Linked DNA regions of Mus musculus: all the other regions are linked to region 3. Evidence: chromatin contacts called from public HiChIP or PLAC-seq and promoter capture Hi-C data. All regions are on one chromosome and are shown on one strand. The core of a region is the stretch at or near the end of the contact, and the rest is flanking DNA. Distances in the headings are between cores, read along the strand shown. Region 1 holds the start of Rnf10 (ring finger protein 10). Region 2 holds the start of Oasl2 (2'-5' oligoadenylate synthetase-like 2). Region 3 holds the start of Acads (acyl-Coenzyme A dehydrogenase, short chain).

What was found. Promoter capture Hi-C pulls out the DNA fragments that hold promoters and counts their contacts. HiChIP or PLAC-seq counts read pairs in DNA pulled down with a chosen protein or histone mark.
Region 1: a contact with region 3 is called in an H3K4me3 HiChIP or PLAC-seq map of embryonic stem cells, with 29 read pairs. The contact joins the promoter of Rnf10 here to the promoter of Acads in region 3. A contact is called at or near these places in 25 of 39 promoter capture datasets (the 3T3-L1 cell line, 3T3-L1-derived adipocytes, the C10 cell line and 17 more), 17 of 484 Hi-C or Micro-C datasets (CD4 T cells, the G1E-ER4 cell line, the HL-1 cell line and 7 more), 20 of 115 datasets of contacts at active chromatin or transcription factors (the 230-238 cell line, the SCID.adh cell line, bone marrow-derived macrophages and 10 more) and 5 of 9 other capture datasets (adipose tissue, embryonic stem cells, liver and 2 more).
Region 2: a contact with region 3 is called in a promoter capture Hi-C map of liver, with 2.4 times the contacts expected there. The contact joins the promoter of Oasl2 here to the promoter of Acads in region 3. A contact is called at or near these places in 3 of 39 promoter capture datasets (the 3T3-L1 cell line, liver and stem cell-derived epiblast-like cells), 1 of 484 Hi-C or Micro-C datasets (nephron progenitors), 2 of 115 datasets of contacts at active chromatin or transcription factors (embryonic stem cells and intestinal villus epithelium) and 3 of 9 other capture datasets (adipose tissue, liver and pancreatic islet).

The regions. Positions count from the first base shown.
Region 1 is chr5:115,270,846-115,274,308 of GRCm38.p6, forward strand. It overlaps Rnf10 (ring finger protein 10), which reads right to left and starts at 2,050. Exons shown (of 17, transcript NM_016698.2): 1 at 1,412-2,050. The coding sequence starts at 1,568.
Region 2 is chr5:114,894,704-114,898,244 of GRCm38.p6, forward strand. It overlaps Oasl2 (2'-5' oligoadenylate synthetase-like 2), which reads left to right and starts at 2,231. Exons shown (of 6, transcript NM_011854.2): 1 at 2,231-3,159. The coding sequence starts at 2,962.
Region 3 is chr5:115,117,996-115,121,461 of GRCm38.p6, forward strand. Acads (acyl-Coenzyme A dehydrogenase, short chain) reads right to left here and starts at 1,351. Exons shown (of 10, transcript NM_007383.3): 1 at 1,230-1,351. The coding sequence starts at 1,275.

The DNA of each region.
Region 1 (3,463 bases), core at 800-3,299, 150 kb after region 3:
CACTGGAAAACTACGGGGTGTGCTCTTCCAGGAGACCCCCTCTCCCACTCCCAGTGTTACTAAGTCTCCTGGAGTTCTTTGTGTAGGGTTCAGGTTCCTAGGCTCCTCCCCACGCTCAGGTTCACTGGTGGATATGCATAGAACTCATACACATGCTTGCTGACATGTATATGCACATGCATACAGATGTGTGAAAGAAGGACATGAAGGAGATTAGCGGAAGGTTACACAGGAAGCTTTGGAGGGAGGAAAGAGAAGGAGAAACATTGTAATTAAACCACAATCTGAAACTTGGCTGTGTCTGAGATTTTGGAGGTGCTTGAGAAGCAGAGGCAGGTGGATCTCTGAGTTCAAGGCCAGCCTGGTCTATAGAGTGAGTTTCAGGACAGGCAAGGATGCAAAGAGAAACTTGTCTCGAAAAACCAAAAGACTGATTGAAAAAAAAATTACTATCTCAAAAATACTGCCAACATGGTAAAAGTTTAAAAGAGATTTGTACACAGCTCTGACACAAGATGGAGAATGCTGGACTCGGGATTCTGCCATCTCCTAATCCACAGCCTAGTTTATTCTCTGCGGTGGAATAACTCCTGGCTAGACAGGTTAAACGATTAGAGTAGTGCTATCACACCTAAAAGCCTACCCGTGTGCTTTGTGCATAATCAGTAAGTAGTATTATTATATTATTATAATAATATCATTATTATTATGTTATAGTAATACTAAGAAGCCTGACTACACACATCACTCTCTCTCTCACACACACACACACACACACACACACACACACCATGAAAGCCAAGCCCATATAACCTACCGCACACAAACAGGCATAATATTTAGGCAAAAAGTTGTCAAGTACTCTAAGCGCTTAGCCCATTTACTTAATAGTGTGTATTAGCAAACTCAAGGACTGAACCTAAATGAACTGAATGCAGGGTCTGCATGCTTTACTATCACGCCGAGCAACGCCATCCCAACATGAGTCCTCTTAAACAGAGGAGCAGACCCGGTGCCAGATTTAAGTCTGAAAATCCTCGGGCCTCACCCTCTCTTATTCAAACTTGAATGCCACCCAAAGCTAATCCGACACTAGAAGAGAAAACAAAGTCAATTGTTTTAGAGCCTGGACCGACGGTGAGTCACACAAAGCCAGGTCTTGAGGCCTTCTGTGAGGTGCTTGCCACCTGGATGACCTTAACCCTTTCCAAAATCTCAGATCCCTCATCTGCAAAATGGGGCTAAGAATAGCGCCTACTTCAGCCAGCTGTTTTGAATATGAATGCAAGGGCCCAAATTAACCACGCAGCGCAGATCGGCTTAACCGTAAATACTGGATGTCAGTGCAAGCGGAAGGTGGGTCGTTTGTCCCTCCTCCCCCAAGTGACCCGGCAGACCCGCCGGCTCTTACCACTCTTGGGTTTAGACTCGCCGGCCGGCCCCGCCGAGGCGGAGCGGGGCGGCTGTTGCCCTTTGCTGCTGCCCGAGGAGGCGGAGGAGCTGTTGGAGCCGCTGTTCTTGTCCATGTCGGAGGCGGTGGCGGCGGCGCTGGGGGAGCTCTGCGGCATCAAAGGGGGCCTCGGCGGCGACGGCGGTCGGAGCGGAGCGGGCGCGGCGGGGACCCAGGCTCATGGCGTTCAGGGCCGGCGGGGGTCGGCGGCGGCAGCGGTTCTCGGCCTTCATGGCGACATTTTTCCTTGTTTCCTTCCTCAGCTTCTCAAAATGGAAGGAGAAGCGGCAAGGTGGGGTTGTGGGGCCCAGAGGCGGCGGTGACCGAAGAGGAGGACGAGGACGAGGAGGAGGAGGAGGAGGAGGCCGGGGCTCGGAGGTCCGGGCCGGGCCTGGCGGGGCAGAGGCTGCGGGGGAAAGGGAGGCGCGGGAGGGTCGCGAGCCCCGCCGGCCGGCCGGACACGCTCTCCCGCCGCGGGGCAGGAGAGAGGGCTGGCTGTCTCGGTGCCGGGGACCGGGGTCTCCGACACAGCGACCGACACTCGCCTCTGGGCCGAGGCCGAGCTGCTCCGGGAATGGCGACGAGTCGCCAAACAGCATCTCCAAGAACCCGGATGGACTATTTATATAGTTGCCAGGCGGGCGTGGTGCATTCTGGGAAGTGTAGTCTTTTACCTACATCCGGGTCCTAGGGGAGGGACCGCTTGTGCCTGCCAATGCTTTTTTTCTCTCTTCCCTGTTCGAGGTTTCTTTTCCTTCCCGCCTCCCTAGCGGGTTCCTTCTTTTTGAGACAATGTTTCATTTTGTAGTCCTAACGGGACCTGAACTCTTTGTGTGCAACAGTCTGGCTTCCAATTCACAGATATTCCTCGCCAGTGCTTGGATTTTTTTCTTTTTTTAAAAAAAAGATGTGTGGGTGTCTGGCCTCCTACAATACCAAGCAAACACGTGGTATACAGACATACTCATATAGACAAAACACCCATACACAAAATTTTTTAGAAAACCAAGTGGAGTGTGATGGCCCACCTGCAATTCCGGTGCACCGGAGACAAGAGATCTGGAAATTCCCAGAACAAACTGGCTAGCCAGACTAGCTCAAATGGTGAGTCTACCTAGCCATTCTGTGAAGAATGTGGAGAGTCTTGGAGGAAAACACTCAATGGCAGCCTCAGAACTCCATGTACACCTGTGCATACGTGTAAGATTTTTCATACACGTATGCATGCCACATTCATATATAAAGATCGGTAAGAAGCAACATTCGAAACACCAACAAAGAGAAACAACATAGTACAGTTAAGTAAGGAGATGCTAATCAAACACGTTTCAATAGAAAAGCATCCCAGCTTGAGAGGGATAAAAGAGGACTTCTTAGAAATGCTGTGTCATGTGACACACACAGGACGAATGGAATTTGGGGGGGGGGGGCTGTTAGGGATCAAATCCAGAGCTCCATGCTCACAATCTAGTTTTCTACCTCTAAGCTACTACCTCATCTAGCCGATGAGTGGAATTTTAGCAATCGTGTATGTAGGAGAACTAGAGTGGCTCATGCCTGTATCACTAATACTCAAGAAGCAGAGACAGAAGACGGATGCCAGTGGTGCACATCTTTAATCTCAGCACTCAGGAGGCAGATGCAGGTGGATCTCTGAGTTCAAGGCCAGCCTGGTCTACAGAGCAAGTTTCAGGTCAGCTGGGGCTACACAGAAAAACCTTGTCTCAAAAAAATAAATAAATAAACAGAGACAGGAAGTGCAGAGTGTAAGGCTAGCATGTGCTACATAGTGAGACCATGTTCCTTATAAGAGAGAAAAAGAATAAAAGCAGACAGTGTAGTGTAGTCACAGGGCCCTTGCATGGGCAAAGTTCTGATTTGATCCTCAGTATCATAAATGGGAAAGGAACAAGAATGTGCGGGCCAAGCCAGGCAGTGGTGGCGCACACCTTTAATCCCAGCACTTGGGAGGCAGAGGCAGGGCAAAAAAGAAAGAAAAGAAAAGAAAAAAAG
Region 2 (3,541 bases), core at 981-3,480, 220 kb before region 3:
CTGGAACAACCTCAAAATGAACCAGGTACTCCTTAGTTACGTAGGTTCCTTGATAGGACATGACTCCTTAGTTACGTAGATTCCTTTGGCAGAACTCCCTAGTGATGTAAACTTGTACTTTCCCTGCCCAGTTCTCCCCCTTTGAGTTTTACTATATAAGCCTGTAAAAAATTTTTGCTGACCGTCGAGACTCCTCTACCCTGTGCAAAGGTGTATGAATTTCGACCCCAGAGCTCTGGTCTCTGTGCTTTCATGTTGCTGCTTTATTTCGACCCCAGAGCTCTGGTCTGTGTGCTTTCATGTCGCTGCTTTATTAAATCTTGCCTTCTACATTTTATGTATGGTCTCAGTGTCTTCTTGGGTACGCGGCTGTCCCGGGACTTGAGTGTCTGAGTGAGGGTCTCCCCTCGAGGGTCTTTCAGCACCAGACATGAACATGGTGCACAGACATGCAGGCAGGCAACCTGCTCACATTTTTTTTTTTGGCTTTTCAAGACAGGGTTTCTCTGTGTAGCCCCGGCTGTCCTGGAACTCACTTTGTAGACCAGGCTGGCCTCGAACTCAGAAATCCTCCTGCCTCTGCCTCCCAAGTGCTGGGATTAAAGGCGTGCGCCACCACGCCCGGCCCTCACATTTTTAAAAGAGAAATAAACCTTTAAAAAAAATTGTAATGGAAATCAGAAAAGGGAGATGTACTCAGTGTGGCGACCTTGTTAAGGACCAAGAGATCAAGCAGACCTAGACCCCTCCCCCCAAAGGCCATCTCTGGGGTCCTGAGGTGAGATTAAAGTCTGAATAACAGACAGCATCCCCTTCAAGCTGTGGTCCCGGTTCACCATCGACCCCCTCCTTGCCTGGGCTTCGTCTTATCCTGAAGGCACTCTGACAAGATGTTAGACTTGTGTGAAATCTGTTTTTAGGAGACAAGATTTCCCTCTGGCTGCCCCCCTTTCCTCTCCCAGCATGAGATTTTTGGGGAAATTACCATTTCTTTGGGACCCATCATTTCAATTATAGTAGTCTGATGGGTTAAGAGACACAAAGTATATGTTTAGACTATCTTCAGTTTCCACCAGACTACTTACAACGTCATCTGACACCTGAGGCATGGCACCCGGGACCCACAAGCACAGGACTCCTTCCTCAATGTTTCTGGGGCTCTGTTTCAACTCAGTGACCCCTTGTTGACATGGTCTCCTTGACCCCAATGGCCATCCACCTTTACACAGGTGGACAGGAGAGTTAACACGTTACTTGGTTATTTTGTAAGCAAGCTTACTAGTAAATCCTTACTAGCATCTGTGTCAAGCAAGCACCTCAAACCTCAATCCAAGCTTCCTTCTTCTGAGAAGAGAGAATCTCAACTGAGAAAATACTTCCATAAAACTGGCCTTTAGCCGGGCAGTGGTGGCGCACACCTTTGATCCCAGCACTTGGGAGGCAGAGGCAGGCAGATTTCTAAGTTCGAGGCCAGCCTGGTCTACAGAGTGAGTTCCAGGACAGCCAGGGCTACATAGAGAAACCCTGTCTCGGGAAAAACAAAACAAAACAAAACAAAACAAAAACTGGCCTTTAGGCAAGCCTGTGAGGCATTTGCTAAATTAGTGATTGATGGGGGAGGGTCCCGCCCCCTTCCCCCCCCCCCCCCCCCCCCGTCCATTCTGGGTCATGCCAACCCTGGGGGGGCAGTCCTGGGGTGTATGAAAAAGCAGACTGAGCAAGCCATAAGGAGCAAACCAATAAGCAGCACACACTCATCCACCGCCTCTGTTCTTGAGTTCCTGCCCTGACTTCCCTGCATGGTAGGCAATCTCGAAGATGCCACAAAAAAAACCTTTCCTCCGCTGGGCGGTGGTGGCACACGCCTTTGATCCCAGCACTTGAGAGGCAGAGGCAGGTGGATTTCTGAGTTCCAGGCCAGCCTGATCTAGAGAGTGAGTTCCAGGACAGCCAGGGTTACACAGAGAAACCCTGTCTCAAAAAACAAAAACAAAACCAAACCAAAACAAACAAACAAACAAAATTCTTCCCCAGGACATGGTATTTATAGCAGAGATAGGAACCCTAACCAAGACAGGATATATAGATGTGTTTCCTGGGTAGTGTGATATGAAAGTTACTATTTGTGGTGACTGTGGCAAAAGTTGCCTTTTAGGCATGAAAAAAAAAAAAAAGCTTAGTCAGGAACCTAATCCTACACCCAAGGCTGCACCTGATAACCAGAACACGTCACTCACTGAAGATAACTAGACAGAAAACATCGTGAGACTACCTCACGCTGTCCATTGACCAGGAGCAATCCTTTGTGCCTCACATCTTTGGGACTGCGGTAGGCATCAGAGAAATGTCACCTCGATGGGCCCTGCAGCTGGAGAGTCTGACCCTGGATATGGCCTTCAGCTAAGACACCTGCACAGATGATGAGCAGCCTCGGGGAGACTAGCTGAGGTCGGTAGTTAGGAATGTGGAGTGTGGATGTTGTGACCCTCAGCATAAGCAGGAATAACCTAGCCTAACCCTATCGCTCGAGACGCCACTAGTAACGGAGACACTATGCGTGATTAAGAATGAAATAAATGCATTTGCCACTGCCAGATCACCAGGCAGATGAGATTATGTGGCCAAATCGCTGCCACTGAAACTGCTGAATCTTACTCTGTTGTGGTAAACAACATCCTGTGCTCACAACAGAGCCGGTGGGGAGACTGCATCCTTAACTCCTGTTCCCTTCTGCCTTGAAGAAGGTAAACTGGATCTCCCTGCAGTTTCACTTTCAATTCTTGTCAAAGCTTGGTTTCTGTTTCCAGTTTCTCCAAGGAGGGAGGGGCAGAGCGCTTTTCTTCTTTCCATGCAACTCTCCATCCCATTGTCTCCTCCAGAGAACGCTGCAGGAAGCTTCTCCCATCAGAGCTGAGCAGAAGCTCAGAGGATTTATCTAGAGGACAGGCTGGCCCAGCTGAAATGGACCCGTTCCCCGACCTGTATGCGACCCCTGGGGACAGTCTAGACCACTTCCTGGAACACAGCCTTCAGCCCCAGAGGGACTGGAAAGAGGAAGGGCAGGATGCCTGGGAGAGAATCGAGAGGTTCTTTCGGGAACAGTGCTTCCGTGATGAGCTGCTCCTGGACCAAGAAGTCAGGGTGATTAAGGTGGTGAAGGTAAGCACACAGGGTTCTGAGTTTAAAGCTCACCTCTGCCCTGTGGGGCTTGTGAACTTGAGAGGTGGGCCATTTCACCCCCTCTGAGTCTGTGTCCTCTTCTTAAGATGGGTTTAGTAGAAGCAGTAAATGGGATAAAGCATAGAAAATTTCTGTGCATTTAAAATTAGCCTTGCAATGCTGAAGGACAGAGGTGGTAATGATAATTTGGGATTCTGGTTCCTGAATGGACCATAGTCACCGGTTTCCATAAAATGTGTGCCTTTGCTTCCTGTCTAAGAAATAATACTTGGCCAGGCGTGTGTGGTCCTGCATGCTTTTAATCCCATCACTCAAGAGGTAGAGGCAGGCAGATTTCTGAGTTCGAGGCCAGCCTGATATA
Region 3 (3,466 bases), core at 101-2,600:
ATTTCATTCATCCCAGGGTCTGGAGGAATGGTTCAGCAGTTAAGAGCACTTGTTGCTCTTTCAGAGGAACCAGGCTACAGAGTGGCTAATTGTCTGTAATGAAAGGTCCAGAGGATCCAACACACTCTTCTGGCCTCTGTGGGACACGGCACACTTATGCAGGCACACATGCAGGCAAAGCACTCATACAAATAAAAATAAAAATAAACTTTTAAGAAAAAAAAAGAGCACCACTCCACCCCCCCACCCCCCACCCCCCCACCCCTGTCTCAATAGAAAAAAAAAAAAATGTATTGATACAATGTCAACAGAGTGTTACAGAAAAGCCCAGGCTAACTGAATGCTTAACTGCTCGCTAAACACTTCCTCCATATAATCCCATTTACAACACCTCGGAAATGGATTTTAAGTTTCACTGGGTCTGGGGTCTGGGAGTTCTATAAAATGTGGACAAGAACAGAACTCAGCTCCCGGCAGTGGAAAGATTAAAGAAGTACTTAATGGCTTATTTAACACTGATCTAATTGTTAATGTGACTCTGGATTAGCCAAAGGAAGCGGTGGCCATAGTGTCAGGGCTGCTGCACAGGAGAGGAAACACTATTAAAAATAAGTATGCCGGGCGTGGTGGCTCACGCCTTTAATCCCAGCACTCAGGAGGCAGAGGCAGGCGGATTTCTGGCTGGTCTACAAAGTGAGTTCCAGGACAGCCAAGGCTATACAGAGAAACCCTGTCTCGAAAAACAAAACAAAAACAAACAAACAAAAAAGTAAATGCTAACGTTAAGAAAACACGTTAGATGCCAACCACGATGCATCCTGTGATTTAATAGAGCTCTGAGGATGGAAACAGTTGACACTTGGACCACTTGATGCAGAGAGGTTGAGAGTTATGTCCAAGGTCATAGGTCGGAGTTAAATGCCAAGCCCCTCCCCCCACCCCCCGCCATGAAGGACCAACTCACCCAGAACCTCAGCTAGGACTGAAATGGCGTAAGGGGTGTGGATAGGGCCGCATAAGGGGAGCTGGCGATGAGGGACCCGCGGGAAAAGCGCCGAGCAGGAGCCCGGATCCCTCAGAGTCTGGGCCTTGCACCGGCCAGAGGCTACCAAACTAGGACAAAGGCCACGCGCAGCCACTGGGTGCTGCCCACTCGTCTGCCCGGGGCCACAGCAGGACCGGCCGCCAGGATCTCCGCCCTGTGACCCGCCCTGGGGCTCCGCACTCACCTCTACGGAGAGGGCCACGGGCCCGGGCGAGCAAGGCGGCAGCCATGGGCACAGACCTCCAGGACCTCCTGCAGCAGCTCTGGAGTTCCGGACGGCAGGGGCAGGGCCTGGGCCACGCCCACACGGCTGCAGGGGCGGGGCCGGCGCCGAGCCCGGGCCACGCCCACCGGGCCGCAGGGGCAGGCCTGAGACAGGCTCACGACCTAGGGTCCGGGCCTCACCCAGGAAGTCAACTTAATTCCAGCGACTTCTGAGCCTGAGGCAGAATTGCAGGTTCTCCCTGTATTACGGAGTAAATTCAAGCCCAGCTTGGGCAACTTTGCAGTATCTTCAAAATGAAAGTTTAAAGAGGGCGTGAGGAGGTCCTCCCTGCCTAGCAGACATAAGGCGCTGGGTTCAGTTTTAGGGAGAGAAGAGAAGAGCTAGCACCTACTCCTGCCCACCCACTTCTGCATCCTGTCAGCTGTCAGCGTAATCCCTGGCTCCCTGACCATCTTTGCTCGGCCACACAAGGCAGGCAGCTTTTGCCCTCTTGCCTGGATTTCATGCTACCATTCCTAGCCCACAGTTTTACATCCAGCCTTTTATTTTACTTATTTATTTACTATTCATCTCTCACACTAGTCTGTGGATTCCAAAAGGGCTGGAAGGGGGCTGGTGAGATGGCTCAGTGGGTAAGAGCACCCGACTGCTCTTCCGAAGGTCCAGAGTTCAAATCCCAGCAACCACATGGTGGCTCACAACCATCCGTAATGAGATCTGACTCCCTCTTCTGGAGTGTATGAAGACAGCTACAGTGTATGTACATAAAATAATAAAATAAATCTTTAAAACAAAACAAAACAAAAAACAAAAAGCCTGGAAGGCTCAGTATCTAGCCCATTGCATGGGGATGCTGGGCAGGAAGATTCCCTCCAGCCCTCAGATGTGAATGTGAAACAGAGCTACTGTCTTCTGCACCTCGTGGGGGGGGGGGGGGCAGAGCCCTGCTGGGAGTAGGGGTACTGCCCATTAACTCCAAGGGTTGAGGGTTGAGTCCTAGCACCCTCAGAACAACTTCGCTCGGTCCCAGAGACTGTCAGTGTCATTAGCTCCCTGGTTTACATGCACCCTACATATCTGCTCACTGAACTTCACAGCCCACCACTACCTAGAAAACAATACACTGAAGAGAGGGTGGTAGTTTAGACTGCAAATGATCCCATCTGTCCATTTCTTCCCCCACCCCCAAAGTCTGGAACTGCCTTTAAAGGGGGGGGGGGGCTTTCAAATAACGTGCTGACTCTTTGCCCAATCCTCTGGTCATCCATCCGTCTTCCCTACCTGGTCACCAGACAGAACCGGATGGAAGACGAAAGAGAGACACTGGAGCCTGAGAGGTGGTGCAGAGGGTAGACTTCACATGTGAGCATGACCTGAGTTGGAACCCCAGCATCCATTTGACCTGGGTGCAGGATTCCATCCGATGGGGACTGCAAAGACAAGGATTCTGGGAGCTCACTGACATCCAGTCTAAAGGGGCTGGTGAGTTCCTGCTTCAGTAAGAAAAAACTGTCTCCAAAAACGAGACAGCTGCCAGGCTCTAATGGTGACATGACTTTAATCCTAGACCTGGAGGCAGAGGCGACTGGGTCTCTGTGAGTTCCAGGCCAGCCTGGTCTACAAAGTAAGTTCCAAAATAGCCAGGGCTACACAGAGAAATCATCTCTCAAAAAAACAAAAACAAAAAAAACCCAAAACAATAGATGACCAGGCCAGGTGGTCCACAGGGCCTGGCTAGCCTGGAACTTGCCATTAAAGACTAGAGACAAGCCTTGAACTCACAGAGTTGAGTGTGGGAATTACAGGCAGGTGCCACCACTCAAACCCATGTCTTTGAAGGTTTGTTTTGGTTTGGTTTGGTTTTGGTTTTGGTTTTTTAAGGGGCCTGGAAAATGGCTCAGTGAGCAAAGGCACTTGCTGCCAAGGCCGATGACGTCAGTTCTATCTCCAGAAGCTGCCTGGGGCCATCTGCAGCCTTCGACATGGTGGCCAGCTCTGACTGGCAGTCAGGCTGCCCCTTTATTTTTATAGGTTTCACAGAACAATGACCGGCTAGCAATTACCCAAGAAGGACAGATTACGTGTTTGATTTTTTTCATTATATGTCCAGGGTTACAAGTGCAGTCACAATTAGAAAGTACAAATAGAAGGGGCTGGAGAGATGGCTCAGCGGTTAAGAGCACTGACTGCTCTTT